Linked DNA regions of Sus scrofa: region 2 is linked to region 1. Evidence: chromatin contacts called from public Hi-C data. All regions are on one chromosome and are shown on one strand. Each heading gives the region's core, a stretch centred on a gene start, on an enhancer-like site or on the middle of the called end of the contact. The rest is flanking DNA. Distances are from core to core; before and after follow the strand shown. Region 1 overlaps RAP1A (ras-related protein Rap-1A). Region 2 overlaps WDR77 (methylosome protein 50).

Region 1 (6,388 bases), core at 1,132-3,631:
CTATCAGATGTCTCTGCCTGCTTTACCCATAGGAATCTCAAACCTAATTTTTGGCAGAAAATATTTACTTTTCTTGTTAAACCTTCTTTTGTATTTCCTGTCTTAATTGGAGGTATGCTACCAGCCACCTCATTTGCCCGACTCTTGACTCTTCATCATTCCCCTTAATAATAACCTCTAATCAGCTATGGAGTCTTTTGTCAGTTTTCCCTTCAGAAAACCACTGCCCCTTCTTCAGCACTAATACTACTGTATGGGCCTAAGTTATTTGCTGCCTGAACTATTACAGGAGCTTCCTAACTGTGCTCCCTACCTCTGGTCTCTCCTTCAGTCTGTCTTACATACTGTTATGAGTTACCTTTCCAGAATATACATCTAACTGTATTACTTTTTAAAAAATGATTGTTTTCTCCTCATTGCTTACTAGATAAAAAGTAAACTCTTTTTTAACATGATAGATACCTTTGTATACATAACGCAGTCTCCATACCTGGCCTCATTTTCCATGCCTTATTTTTAAATCCTGTGTTCTACCCATTCTGAGCCATGGGATGCTCCCTGAATCTTCTGTATTTAATAATTTGGAGTATTTGCTCAAGCTGTTTCCTCTCCTTAGAATGCTCTTCCCTACATACCTATTTAGTTTTTCACCTAGCTTTAACTAATGTAACCTCCATTTAAAAACTATCCTAGAGGAGATCCTGTTGTGGCTCAGTGGTTAATGAACCTGACTAGGAACCATGAGGACGCAGGTTTGACCCCTGGCCTTGCTCAGTGGGTTAAGGACCCAGCATTGCCATGAGCTGTGGTGTAGGTCAAAGACACAGCTTGAATCCCAAGTTGCTGTGGCTGTGGTGTAGGCCAGTAGCTGCAGCCCCAATTCATCCCCTAGACCTCCATATGCCTCGGGTGCATAAATAAATAAATACTACCCTAGACTCCTCTCTGTTCCTCTATCCTTTCCCAGCCCTTTAATCTTGTCTCTGTAATAACTCTGTTTCTCTCATATTGTAGTTTATTTTTTTCTCTGTGAGCTCCAAGAGTAAGGGAAACATACTTTATTTTTTGTCCCTGGCACCTAGTATAGAACTGGTACCTGGAGATATTTTGTGAATATTTGATCCAGAACAAGAATCATGCTTGCCATCATGTCTGTTCCAGTGTCTACTAATTTATCCTTACTATGTTTCTTAGTTTGAGTCACCATAGCAAATTACCTTAGTCTGGGTGACAAACAACAAGTTTTTTCTCACCGTTCTTTAGGCTGGCAAGTCCAAGATTAAGGCCCTGGCAGATCAGGTGCCTGGTAAGGACCCACTTCCTGGCTCATGATTGCTGTCTTGTATACTTGCATGGCAGAGAACAGAGAGAACCAAGTTGTAACTCTCACAAGGACTCTCATCCCATACCTGAGGGCTCTGCCTTTAGGATCTCACATAATCCTAAGTACTTCCCAGGGGTCCCACGTCTTAAAACCATCACATTGTGGGAAGGGTTTCAATGTAAGAATTTGCAGGGGACATGTTCAGTTTCTAACAATTTGTATATAATAGTTATTTTGAGAAAATTTCCCCCTTTTCCCTATTGAATTTCCTAAATTAATCCTTTTGAACAATAATTTACTTATAATAAAATGCACCTCTCGTAAATGTGCAGTCCCGTAAGTTTTGTAAACGTGTATACCCACATAACCCCCACCGTAATCAAAGACAGATCATTTCCTGCACCCTGAAAAGTTCCTCATGCTCCTTAGCAGTTGTCATTGCTGCCTGTCATTCCTGCTGGTCCCAGATAGCTTTCTGGCACTGTAACTTAGTTTTGTCTTTTCTTATATAAGTGGAATCATAAGGTATTCACTCTTTGTGTGTGTCTGGCTAATTTGGCTGAACGTGTTTTTTAGATTCATCCACGTGTTGCATCTATCAGGAGTTCATTTCTTTTTATTACTGAATAGTATTAATTCCATTGATTGGATAGGCCACAGTTGACCCATTCACCTCTTGAAGGATACCTAGGTTGTTGTTTCTAGATTTTGAGTAGTATGAACAAGGATAAAAGTTGAAGTTCTTTTTTTTTTTTTTTTTTTTTCTCCCCCTTAGCTTTACTTGATGGATTTGCCCCTGTATTAATGATCTATTCTTGGGTAAAAGATTAACCCAAATCTTACTATCTTAAAACAACAGTAATCATTTATTGTCTCTCAGTTAATGATTTGAGGATCCCAGATTTGGGAATGGCTTAACTGGAAGAGTCTGGCTCATGGTCTCATGAGGCTACAATTATCTGAATTAAATTTTGACAGGCTTCACAAGTGGCTGGCTCATACAGTTGGCAAGTTGGTGCTAGCTGTTAGTAAGAGGCTGCTCAGAAGGGCTGGTTAAGTGTCCTCGTGGCATGATTGTGGCTTCCTTTAAAGGGAATGATCCCAGAGACCATAGTACAAGCTACAGTGCCTTTTAGGCCCTAATCTTGGAAGTCACAGTGTCACTTCTGCCGTATTCTGTTGGTCACACAACCAGTCTTGAGTCAGCATGAGGAGAAACTACGCAAGGCTATGAATATGAGAGGGAACAATCCAGGTTATGACTGCCAGGGGGCCACCTGGGAGGATGGTACCACAGTCCCTTTGTCCAAAAGGAATGGAACATATATACCTGGTTTAATTTCTGGACTTGATGGATTCCACTGAACTTTGTCCTTAGGCTAGTACAATGCTGTCTTTATTATTGTAGTTTTATTGTCTGTCTATCTTAAAATCAGGTCGTTAAGACTTTTTCTTTTTCAAAACTGTGGTAGCTATTCTTATTTACATTTTCATATAAATGTTGAAGTCATCTTGTCGGTTTCTGCAAAAACTGTGATTGCATTGGATCTGTAGATCAACTTGGGGAGAATTGACGTTATGACAATAATATGGACTTAGGAGTTCCCTTCGTGGCACAGTGGAAATGAATCCTGCTAGGAACCATGAGGTTTCAGGTTCCATCCCTGGCCTCACTCAATGGGTTAAGGATCCGGTGTGGCTGTGAACTGTGGTGTAGGTCGCAGACTCAGCTCGGATCTGATGTTGCTGTGGCTGGCAGCTGTAACTCCAATTGGACCCCTAGCCTGGGAACCTCCATGTGCTGTGGGTGCAGCCCTAAAAAAAAAAAAAAAAAAAAAAAAATAGTAATAATATGGACATATCTTAATATAGTACGGCATATCTCTCTAATAATTGAGTACTTAACTAGCCATGTTCTGTAGTTTCAGTACACAAGTCTTTGCACATATTCTGTTGCATTCATCTCTTAAGTATTTCTTATTGGATGCTGTTGTAAGTGGTATTTTTAAAATTGGATTTCCAGCTCTTCTTTGCCAGTATATAGAAATACAGTTCAGTTATCTTTTTTTTGTATCAACCTTTTATCCTGAAACCTAGTTAAATTCACTTATTAGTCTAGTAGCTTTTTTGTCTATTCCTTAGGATTTCCTACATACTGGATCACATCATCTGTGAAAAAAGACAGTTTTACTTCTTTTGCATTGGCTAGTACTACTGTACATAGCTTAGTACAGTGTTGAATAGAAGCAGTAAGAGTAGACATGTTGGTGGAAGAAAAACTATCTAATACCCATAGGTGCAGGAAAAGTGAAAAAAATCCAACATTCCTGAGGACCCGTGTAAACAAAAGCTCTTAAGAACGTATAAGGGTGTAAAGAAGACCTGAAACCAGAATGTGTGAGAGCAGTCCTGCTAGAGTAACCTAGAATGCTAACTGCTTCATAATCTAGGGTCCTCAGCACTTGTATAGGGAAGAAAAAAAAACAAAACAAAAAACTTTATTTTTTACTAACCTCTAAATGAAATTAATATTTGTTTCTATTTTGAATGTAGGCAACAAACCACAGTAGTAATATTACACCAACTGTGACTTTGTCACCAATAAATGTTAACTTTTCTTGTATCTTTAAAATTTGTTTCTTGAGCATACCATCTAGGTGTAGGTCTTGCATTTTTATCTTGCCTTTGAATTTGAATGTTGAAATATCAGGATAGATTATGTACTTTTAATGTAATGATTAATTGCCTTTTAATTCTGTCCCATTGGTTTTGTATTTCTCTCATTTTTTTCCTTTGTTCTTTTTTGTATGTTTGTATTTTTCCTACTATTTTGTGGAGGAATTGAAATTTTTAGTATTCCATTTTATCTCAGCTATTGGCTTATTTGCCCAAAAAAAAGTCTTATAGATTTATTCTCACTATTTCTGGTACTTTCAATTTTTTTAGTAAGTATCATTCATTTATGTAGATTCATGTTTTTATCTGTTATTTTCTTCCACCTAAAGAATTTTCTTTGCTTTTTTTTTTTTTTTTAATGTGTGCTGGTGAACCTTTTCCCCACCCCTGCCAACTTTTCTTTCCTTTTTTGGATCTGAAAAAAATTTTTTTGATTTCACGTTCCTTTTTCAAGTATATGTTCACTGTATTTAACATTCTAAGTTGACCTTTTATTTTTCTGTAAGCATTTGAAAGATGTATGTTCTTCTGTTTTACATAGCTTCTTGAGAAGTCTATGTGTTTTAAAAATATCTAAACTTTTCCTTTGGGTTCTTGTAAGATTTTCTTTTTAACAACTTTTCAGGTATTTGATTACTGCCCCTTGTACTTTTTTTTTTTTTTTAATCTTTGTTAGGAAGAATATAGAGTATCTTTTATTCTAGGTCTTGTTTACCTCTGCTACTAAAGTATGAATCTTCTGGGGTTTCCAGTGAATTGTCCATTTTTCAACAAAGAAGACTCTTCTGGATAGACTTCAGTATGTCCCAGCACTCTGAGAATTGTTGAGCTTATAGATTCCTGTTTATTTTCTGCCTTGTTACCTCATGGAGTTTCATCCTGCAGGCCTGGCTTAGCGTTTGGCCACAGACTCAGGTGGACCCCTGTGCAGATTTCTGGAATTTTCTGTGCAAAACTCCCACTTCTCTGCGTGAGTTCTTTCTGGCTGCATCACAATCAGAAAAGTGCCTCAAGGCAGAAAGCCAGGGCAGTTGTAGGTCGCACTCATTTCCTTCCTCTCTCTCCGAGATCGCAGTGCTGTATATACTGCTTACTGGCCAGTGTCTGAAAGCAGGTGTCTCACATTTTGTGTTTGGTGTGTGAGCTGTTTACTGTGGGGTGGGAGGTTCATTCCTGCTTACACCATCATGGCTATTAGAAATTCGTTCCCTGTCTTTTTACCTTTTAAGATAATCATGAAGATAGAAAAGTACGTTTATATTCCCCCTTTCTGGTAATTCGGGCTTTATGGAGTATACCACCAGGACCTACCTACAGAGTTTTAACAATTTCATTTATATTCTCCCATTCGTATCTGAATAATTTGAGGTAATGTTTTACATGGTTTACCAATAATACAATAATGAACAAAATAGTATAGAATTATGTATGATATTTTAAGCAAATAGCATTTTCATTATGTGAAAGCTCATGAGTGAATTCTTCAAAAAAGTATATATTGAGATCATGATTGTAGTTCAGAGACAACTACTAGTTCTCATCTTATTTTCTGATCAAATACTCTTAGAACTAACATAACATCAACTATAATAAAAAAATTAAAATCTTTTAAAAAAAGGAACATAATAGGCTAATAATTGATGCCTAATCAAAGACAATCTTTAATGAATTAAAATGCCTGGCACTTGTCCTCTGAATTTAGTGGTACATATTTATATAGCCTCTTTCTTCCTCTTGATAGTTTTAAGGGAAAAAACAAACCAAAAAAAAAAAAAAATCTCATGTTATTTTACATAACAGTTGTACATTGTTACGCTATTCTTAGCATGTTTATTAATCTTTGAACTTTTTTTTCAGATTGTCAGTATTTAAACAGACCACATCATGCGTGAGTACAAGCTAGTGGTCCTTGGTTCAGGAGGCGTGGGGAAGTCTGCTCTGGTAAGTTAGCCACCTAACTATAACTAGTTAATGTAATAGCAGAAGAACATTGATATTTGCCTGCTTTACAACTTCTAGTCACTAAAGAGAAGGTGGTAGTGTTTTTAAAATGCCTAATGTTTGGCCCACCAGGGGACAGGGACTTATTCAGTAACCACGGATATGTAGTATTGCAGTGGTGGCTCATTCATTCTTTCATTTACCAAATCTTTATTGGCTTCCTACTGTGTGTCAAAGAGCAATAAAATTGTTTTTATTTTTAAGGAACTTATATTCTGGTAAAGGAGACTGATTGTTACAGGTACCAATGGAGTAAGTCCTGCCCTACCCCCTCCCCACACCTACGTGGAGTGAAGGTCATTTTTTGTACACATGCTATGTTTATTTAGTAAATATTTATTGTGCTTCTACAATATCAGACTCTAAAGTTAAAACAGTGAACAAAAA
Region 2 (6,388 bases), core at 1,662-4,161, 220 kb before region 1:
AAAAACAGACACACCGACCAATGAAACAGGATAGAGAGCCCATAAATAAACCCATGCACTTATGGTCAATTAACCTCCAACAAAGGAGGCAAGAATATACAGTGGAGAACAGTCTCCTCAACAACTGGTGCTGGGAAAACTGGACAGCTACATGTAAAAGAATGAGACCCGGGAGTTCCCATCATGGCTCAGTGGTTAACGAATCCAACCAGGAACCATGAGGCTGCAAGTTCCATCCCTGGCCTCGCTCAGTGGGTTAAGGATCCGGCGTTGCCATGAGCGGTGGTGTAGGTTGCAGACGCAGCTTGGATCTGGTGTTGCTGTGGCTCTGGCGAAGGCCGGCAGCTACAGCTCCGATTAGACCCCTAGCCTGGGAACCTCCGTAGGCTGTGGGTGTGACCCTCAAAAAGACAGAAGACAAAAAATAATAATAAATAAAATAAAATAAAAGCTTTTGCACTGCAAAGGAAACCAGCAGCAAAATGAAAAGACAACCTACTGAATGGGAGAAAATATTTGCAAATGATGTGACCAATAAGGGGTTAATTTCCAAAATTTATAAACAGCTCATACAACTCAGTTTCAAGAATCAGTCTTAAAACACAGGCAGGATCCAAGAAAGACTATAAAGGACAGTGCCTGGGTCCTGTCACTGGAAGCCTGATTAGGAAGTTCCCTGTTGGGACTGGTAATGGTGCTGCTGCCACTGGGCTGTTAGTTGTCATTGCCAGATACCCATTCTTTGAATCTTTGCAGCATTCCCTCCAGATTTAACTCCTGGGTGGGAGTAGCCAAATGGCCAAGGCTAATCTAGTGGCTCAGATCAAATTAAAAAAAAAGAAAAAAACAAAACAAAACAAAAAACCAGTCCCCTTTAAGCATCCATAGTCTTCCCTCCAAAGCACAGCAATGGAATCCATTCCAAAAAGCACATGGAACATGTTACTTCTGAGGTACGTGTTACTTTTGAGATCCTTACTGAGGCTCACAGCATCCACCATGCAGCTGTCACTAGTCTCATCTCCTTTTAATAGTAGCTGCAGTGTCCTCCTTGTCCAGGAAGCTCAAAGCTCCTTCCACACAGCAACTTCCATCTGGAATGCCTCCCTAGCCCCAAACATCAGCCAACCCACATTCAACCCTGAGAGCTCCATTCAAATGTCACTTCGCCACTGCTTCATGACTGGTTATGATCCCTCTGTTTTCTACCAATCTATTTCTTTTGGCTAGCACTGAAACACTAATTTCATCCTCTCTCTCTCTCTTGACTAGGCTGCTGAAGCCTGGGCTGCCATCTTGCTCACTACCACAAACCACACTGCCTGAAAGCTTCTGATACACCACAGCTACTCACTCTTCAATGACTGGTGACTTCCCTGCCTGGTTCCTGAACCACCTAGAATTCTCAAAAGCTAATCGGAGCCAGTGCTTCACAAAATTTAACATGCAGGAGTGACTAGGGAAGTTGTGAAAATATAAATTCTGCCCTTCTAACAAGTTCCAGATGATGTCAATGCTGCTGGTCCATGGACCACGCTTTGAGGAGCAAGTCAACACCTTATAAAATCAACTGATAAACTAGACACAGAGGACAAACACTTCCACTCATAAGAGGCACCTAGACTCGTCACATTCATAGAGCTGAAAGTAGAATGGAGGTTGTCAGAGCCTGGGAGGAGGGAGTTATTGCTTAACCGGCATGAAGTTTCAATTTGGGATAATGGAGTGTGGAAATGATTACATTACAATGTGAGTATACTTAATGCCACTGAATCGTACACTTAAAATAGTTAAAATGGTAAGTTTAAATATTTTGTCATGCCTAAAAAAAAAAAAAAAAAACAGAAAGAGATAACTAAGGCTCAAGTTGATCCTGCCATGAGGAATCTGCCAATAGGAGCCCAGGGATGGCAGGTGCCAAGGTCAGGTAGTGTTAATATTAACTTCCAGGCAAGTTGATTTTGGATAATGATCAGGGGCCTGTACTGATCAGCCAGTTTCTAACCTACTCAGAGGGTTTCTATAAAAGACAAGTTGCTTGTTAAAAGATCTGGCAGAACTTGAAGCTGATTTAGCTTGTACATGTAAAAAACACTTTCTAATCCAAATAAGCTTCATTCCTTTCCACTGTGATCCCAGATGAGATTTATTATTGGAGTAAAAACTTTTAATTTGAAACTGAAGTTCCTATTGCTTATAACATGGTGCCTCCCAAAGTGAAATATTCCAGAATCTGACACCCAGCACCACAGTGATAATGAAATGTCTTTATTCACTGAGGGAACTTTCAACAAGTAGCACTGGCTAGGCTGCCACTATAAAGTTAAAAGGATGGTGTTTAGGGGTTAAACTCTTTATTTACTGATCTTTTGAATTTTGATGATTTATTATACTATACACTGAGGCAGCAGAACATTTACAAGACAAGGAGGGTTTCCAGAATAAGTAGAACTGCATTAAAACTTACCCAGATGATGAAAGATTTTAGGATCAATGATTATATCTTACGTGCCTCTATTACTTACAATGAGTTATTGCTTCCTCTCTTGATCTTTACATCTCCGTCACTCTCTGGATTGTACTAATCCTGTGACCCCGTGATGAGGAAGAAAAACTCCACAACTGCCCATTTTTTGATAGAGAACTCAATAAGAGACTGTTTTGGGTTTAAGATTGGTCTGCTTACTTTCCCAAAATCAAGCTATATAGAAAGCTGATGTTCTCGAAAATTTGAATTCCCTCACAACGCAAATTGTGAAACTAGACTAGAGCTTGCTTATCTTTTTTCCAAAAAAAATCTGTTTCCTGCACGAGTGATTCTTAAGTTCAGTGTGACCCAGAGATATGCAGCTAAGAAACTTGCTATGAACGGAGATCCAATAAGAATTCGCTCAGCTTCTTTCATGTATGCTGGCTTTTCTTTGATGTCCTAAAACTGCCCCGGAATACATAGAAACACTTGGTATATGCCTTAGTGAAAGAAATGCTCATATATTCTGGAACAAATCTTTTTTTCCCATTCTTCTAGTTTGTAGCTAGAGTTGAGTCAAGTGACCACTGAAACACAAAAAAAAATATGAAAGCACATCATTTGTGCTGTCCAAATGCAACAAGAATCTGCCTTTTAAAAGTCAGAGCCCTTTTCTTTTAGGTCTGGATGAGGTAATCACTCTGTAGCTGCGTGATTGAAAAATAAACTGCAGGGACCCTCCCACCTAAATCTTCCCAAGTTCCAGCCCTTTCTATCATGCAGCCTAGAACAAACATGGCTAGAAGCCCAGAGCACTCAGAGCTTGGGTGATTTTGCTGCCAATAGTGCGATTGTAAATCAGCAGGAAATGCTCACGTAGCTGGTAATTAATGACCAGCCTCCTACTGTTCTGCGGGGCAGGAGAGACCCTGGAGAAGCAGCCTGATGTCTGGAGCCACCTGCAACTGCACTTGAGCCAACCTCAGCCTTTGGTGTTCTGAGCACCTGAAATCAGCAGGGGAACATCATGGGTCTGGTTAATGGATTTTAGAGTAAGAACAATGAAGATAGGGAAATGGGTCTACTCCCTGGTGCTCAGACATTGGAACGAGTGAAACTAAATGGAGAATACACGCTTGTATGACTTCAAACAAACCAAAAAAAAAAAAAAAAAAAAAAAAAAGGAGCCCATTTCCACCCGTCACAGGGGAAGTCTGCTCACTCTACTGAAACTACTCTCAAATCAAGGGTCTGTGAATAATCCTACATGTGATGCTACATTTCTGATTATTTGGAGGTCGTCTTTTATCTTGAACCAGCTTTTTTCTCACAAGAGAGATATTTAACCAAAATTGTGATGGTCATTCCTACTGTGACTTCAATTAGTTTTACAAATGTCTTGGTGGCCATCACTAATCGATGTGAATTGCCTTCATCAGCCCAGATCTGAATCCAAACTAACATTTTTTAAATTAAGTAACGTGGTTCTTCAAAAACTTAGGTTTTCCTCCTTCGATGTCACTCTAAGCACCTTGACAGACTAGCACTGGTTTCCTTGAATTCGTCTCTTCTGAGTTTCTCTCCACCATTCTGAAGTCCATGAACAACAGGCCAATGCAGGTTTAATTCCTACTCACCTCACCCCCTACCTCCTTTCTGTAAATGACCACAAATTTTAAGCTTTTGCCTCTGGGAAGTGTTTCTACCAAAGCACCAATTCTTCCCAGGGAGTTAGAGTTAAGAACAGTGAAGCTTCCTTCCTACCTCCCCGCAAACCCAGTAGACAGATCCACTGACTACAAATTGCCCTGTTTTTACTAGAGGGTAACTGTGAGAATAGAGCTCGTGCTCAGCAAGGGTGGAACACAGAAGCTTTACTTACCAATACTTTGCCCATGAAACTGGGGCGGTTTCATGGGATTTTCACTAAATGAAACTTGGAAAGCACAAAAGTACATAGCTGATTGCATTTAGTTTCAATGCAATCAGTAATTGACCCATAACTTCTAAGCGGCAGTAGCCACCAACCAAATAACCAAACGTTTGCCTTAAGTTCCAACTACTCCGTGGGGCTGGGGAAGCACACACAAAAAATAACGGGCTATAGGACTGGTACCCAGATGACACATAAGTGACACAGGTCTAACTGCACATGAGACACACACCTCAAAAGACAGGCCAACAATGAATCAACTTTTTATTTCACTGACCAGTATTTCCGATTCTCTCTCTCTCTTGCTGCATTTAAAATCTTCAGAGTTCCCCAAAATAACATTCAGGCTTCCTAGATCCAGAGGCAGGGACCCAGAGGCAAAAAAGGTCAGGCCCCAGGCTGTTTTCAGGTGGGAAAGTGGCAGACATTCCTATGAAAGTCTGTGTCAGTTTTTAACTGAAGTGCCTTTAAGCTCTCCACCTTCCTGAAACTTTTTCCCATGGCATCTATGACAGAAATACACTCATCTCTCATATACACAACTTCACGGGGGGTGGGCATCACACACTTCTTACTCAGCCAGCAACTGGACTTCGGCTCAGTCTAATGGCAAAGAGATGTGCAAAACCATGTTAAGTGTCCTGGCTCTTCCTCAAGGTGAGCTGGGCCGGACTTCTGTGAATGGAAGCACTGCCCATGACAAAGGCGAATCAAGCTCTATTAAAAAAATAAAGGTGCTCCTATCTCTATGACGAGTCACGAGCTGCTTCCAAGAATCCAGCAATGCCCACAGCCCAGACCTTACCAAGACACAGTCAATTCCTCAAGCATAGCTACATGGGAGGCATAAAAACCTTCTGCCAACTTCTTGTGGGGGGAGGGGGGTTAGATCTTGGGGAAGATGCGGGATGCATTTTTTTTTATTCATCTCTGCTAAAAAAATTATGTTATCTACACATACACTCAGACACATACACACACGTCCATCTTCAAGGAAGTTTTTCTTCTCTGTGACTACAGGACCCCAGATCCAGCCTCCCCCAGGCTGAGAGACAATGCCTATTAACAGATCTGGTGTGTCAACACACTATATAAGGCTCCTGTGTTGTCTCACAAACTGAGTGGGCAGGGGCAGAGGGAGCAGATACTCATGGGGGATTTGCTTGTCTTAAATCCAGTCTACTCGGCAGCACTCTTAAGTCCAGGCTCTGGGAAAGGTTCTGTGGGCAAGATGTGGTGGACGACCTGATGGTCCCAGCCCACTGTCGTAAGAAGGGAGTGATTGAGCGGTGACCAGGTAGCATCTCTCACAAAGTCTCTGTGGGCTCGGCTTCTAAACCTACAAGAGAAAAAAGAAAAGTGTGGGCACGTAAGAGAGACAGGAGGGACCAAGAAACGGACCCGACACCCCAGGGCACGTCCTGTGGATGTGTTACAGTCCAATCCAGGGCCCGATTTTCATAGAAGAAATGAGAGCCAGAGTAAAGGTAATGACACAAGTCAGCATCAGACAGCGGACCACAGCAAAGAAGGAAGTGCAATTCCAATCTCTGCCTGGTGCCTTTCGCCCTACAGCACGCTGCACTGCCTGCGTGTAGCTCTTCACATGAGGAGGGTAGACTGCCCCTTTCTGGGAGACAGCTGGAAGGCCAGACTCGGAAATCCCAACCCCACCACCTTCCCCCACTGCCAGGGACAGAGCTGGTTGTGAGTCAGCCCCGAACAAGGGAGACAGTCAAGCCTGCTTCCATCACCCGGTCCCGTGGAAAGAGACAATACACTTTTCCAAAGAGAAAAAGGACCCAGCCAGCGGCTGCTCCCCGCCCTGCTTCCCGATCACAGGATTCCACGTCACACTTACACCTTGGAGAGGCCCGAGTCCAGCACGGCGAGGGAGCAGTCTTCACTCACAGAAGCCAGGAAGGGAGTGCTAGGAGACAAGGGGGTGGCGGGGGGAGGTAAAGCCCACAGGCCCCAATGCAAAA

The links. A called contact is a pair of places that touch in the nucleus more often than the background predicts.
Region 2: a Hi-C map of liver shows a contact between it and region 1, with 5 times the contacts expected there. The contact joins two enhancer-like sites. A contact is called at or near these places in 1 of 47 Hi-C or Micro-C datasets (liver) and 1 of 2 datasets of contacts at active chromatin or transcription factors (alveolar macrophages).

What each region holds. Positions count from the first base shown.
Region 1 is chr4:108,694,189-108,700,576 of Sscrofa11.1, reverse strand. RAP1A (ras-related protein Rap-1A) reads left to right here. Exons shown (of 8, transcript XM_021090035.1): 2 at 5,858-5,888. Among named protein-coding and RNA genes, the nearest start is that of FAM212B, 47 kb to the right of the region's middle. Within about 2 kb of position 2,381, at least 8 of the 83 cell types and tissues checked have an H3K27ac peak or open chromatin away from gene starts, as enhancers often do. A contact at or near this core is called in liver, where this site is marked.
Region 2 is chr4:108,913,849-108,920,236 of Sscrofa11.1, reverse strand. WDR77 (methylosome protein 50) reads right to left here. Exons shown (of 10, transcript XM_003355245.4): 9 at 6,265-6,333; 10 at 4,643-5,742. The coding sequence ends at 5,583. Among named protein-coding and RNA genes, the nearest start is that of ATP5F1, 9.4 kb to the right of the region's middle. Within about 2 kb of position 2,911, at least 7 of the 83 cell types and tissues checked have an H3K27ac peak or open chromatin away from gene starts, as enhancers often do. A contact at or near this core is called in liver, where this site is marked.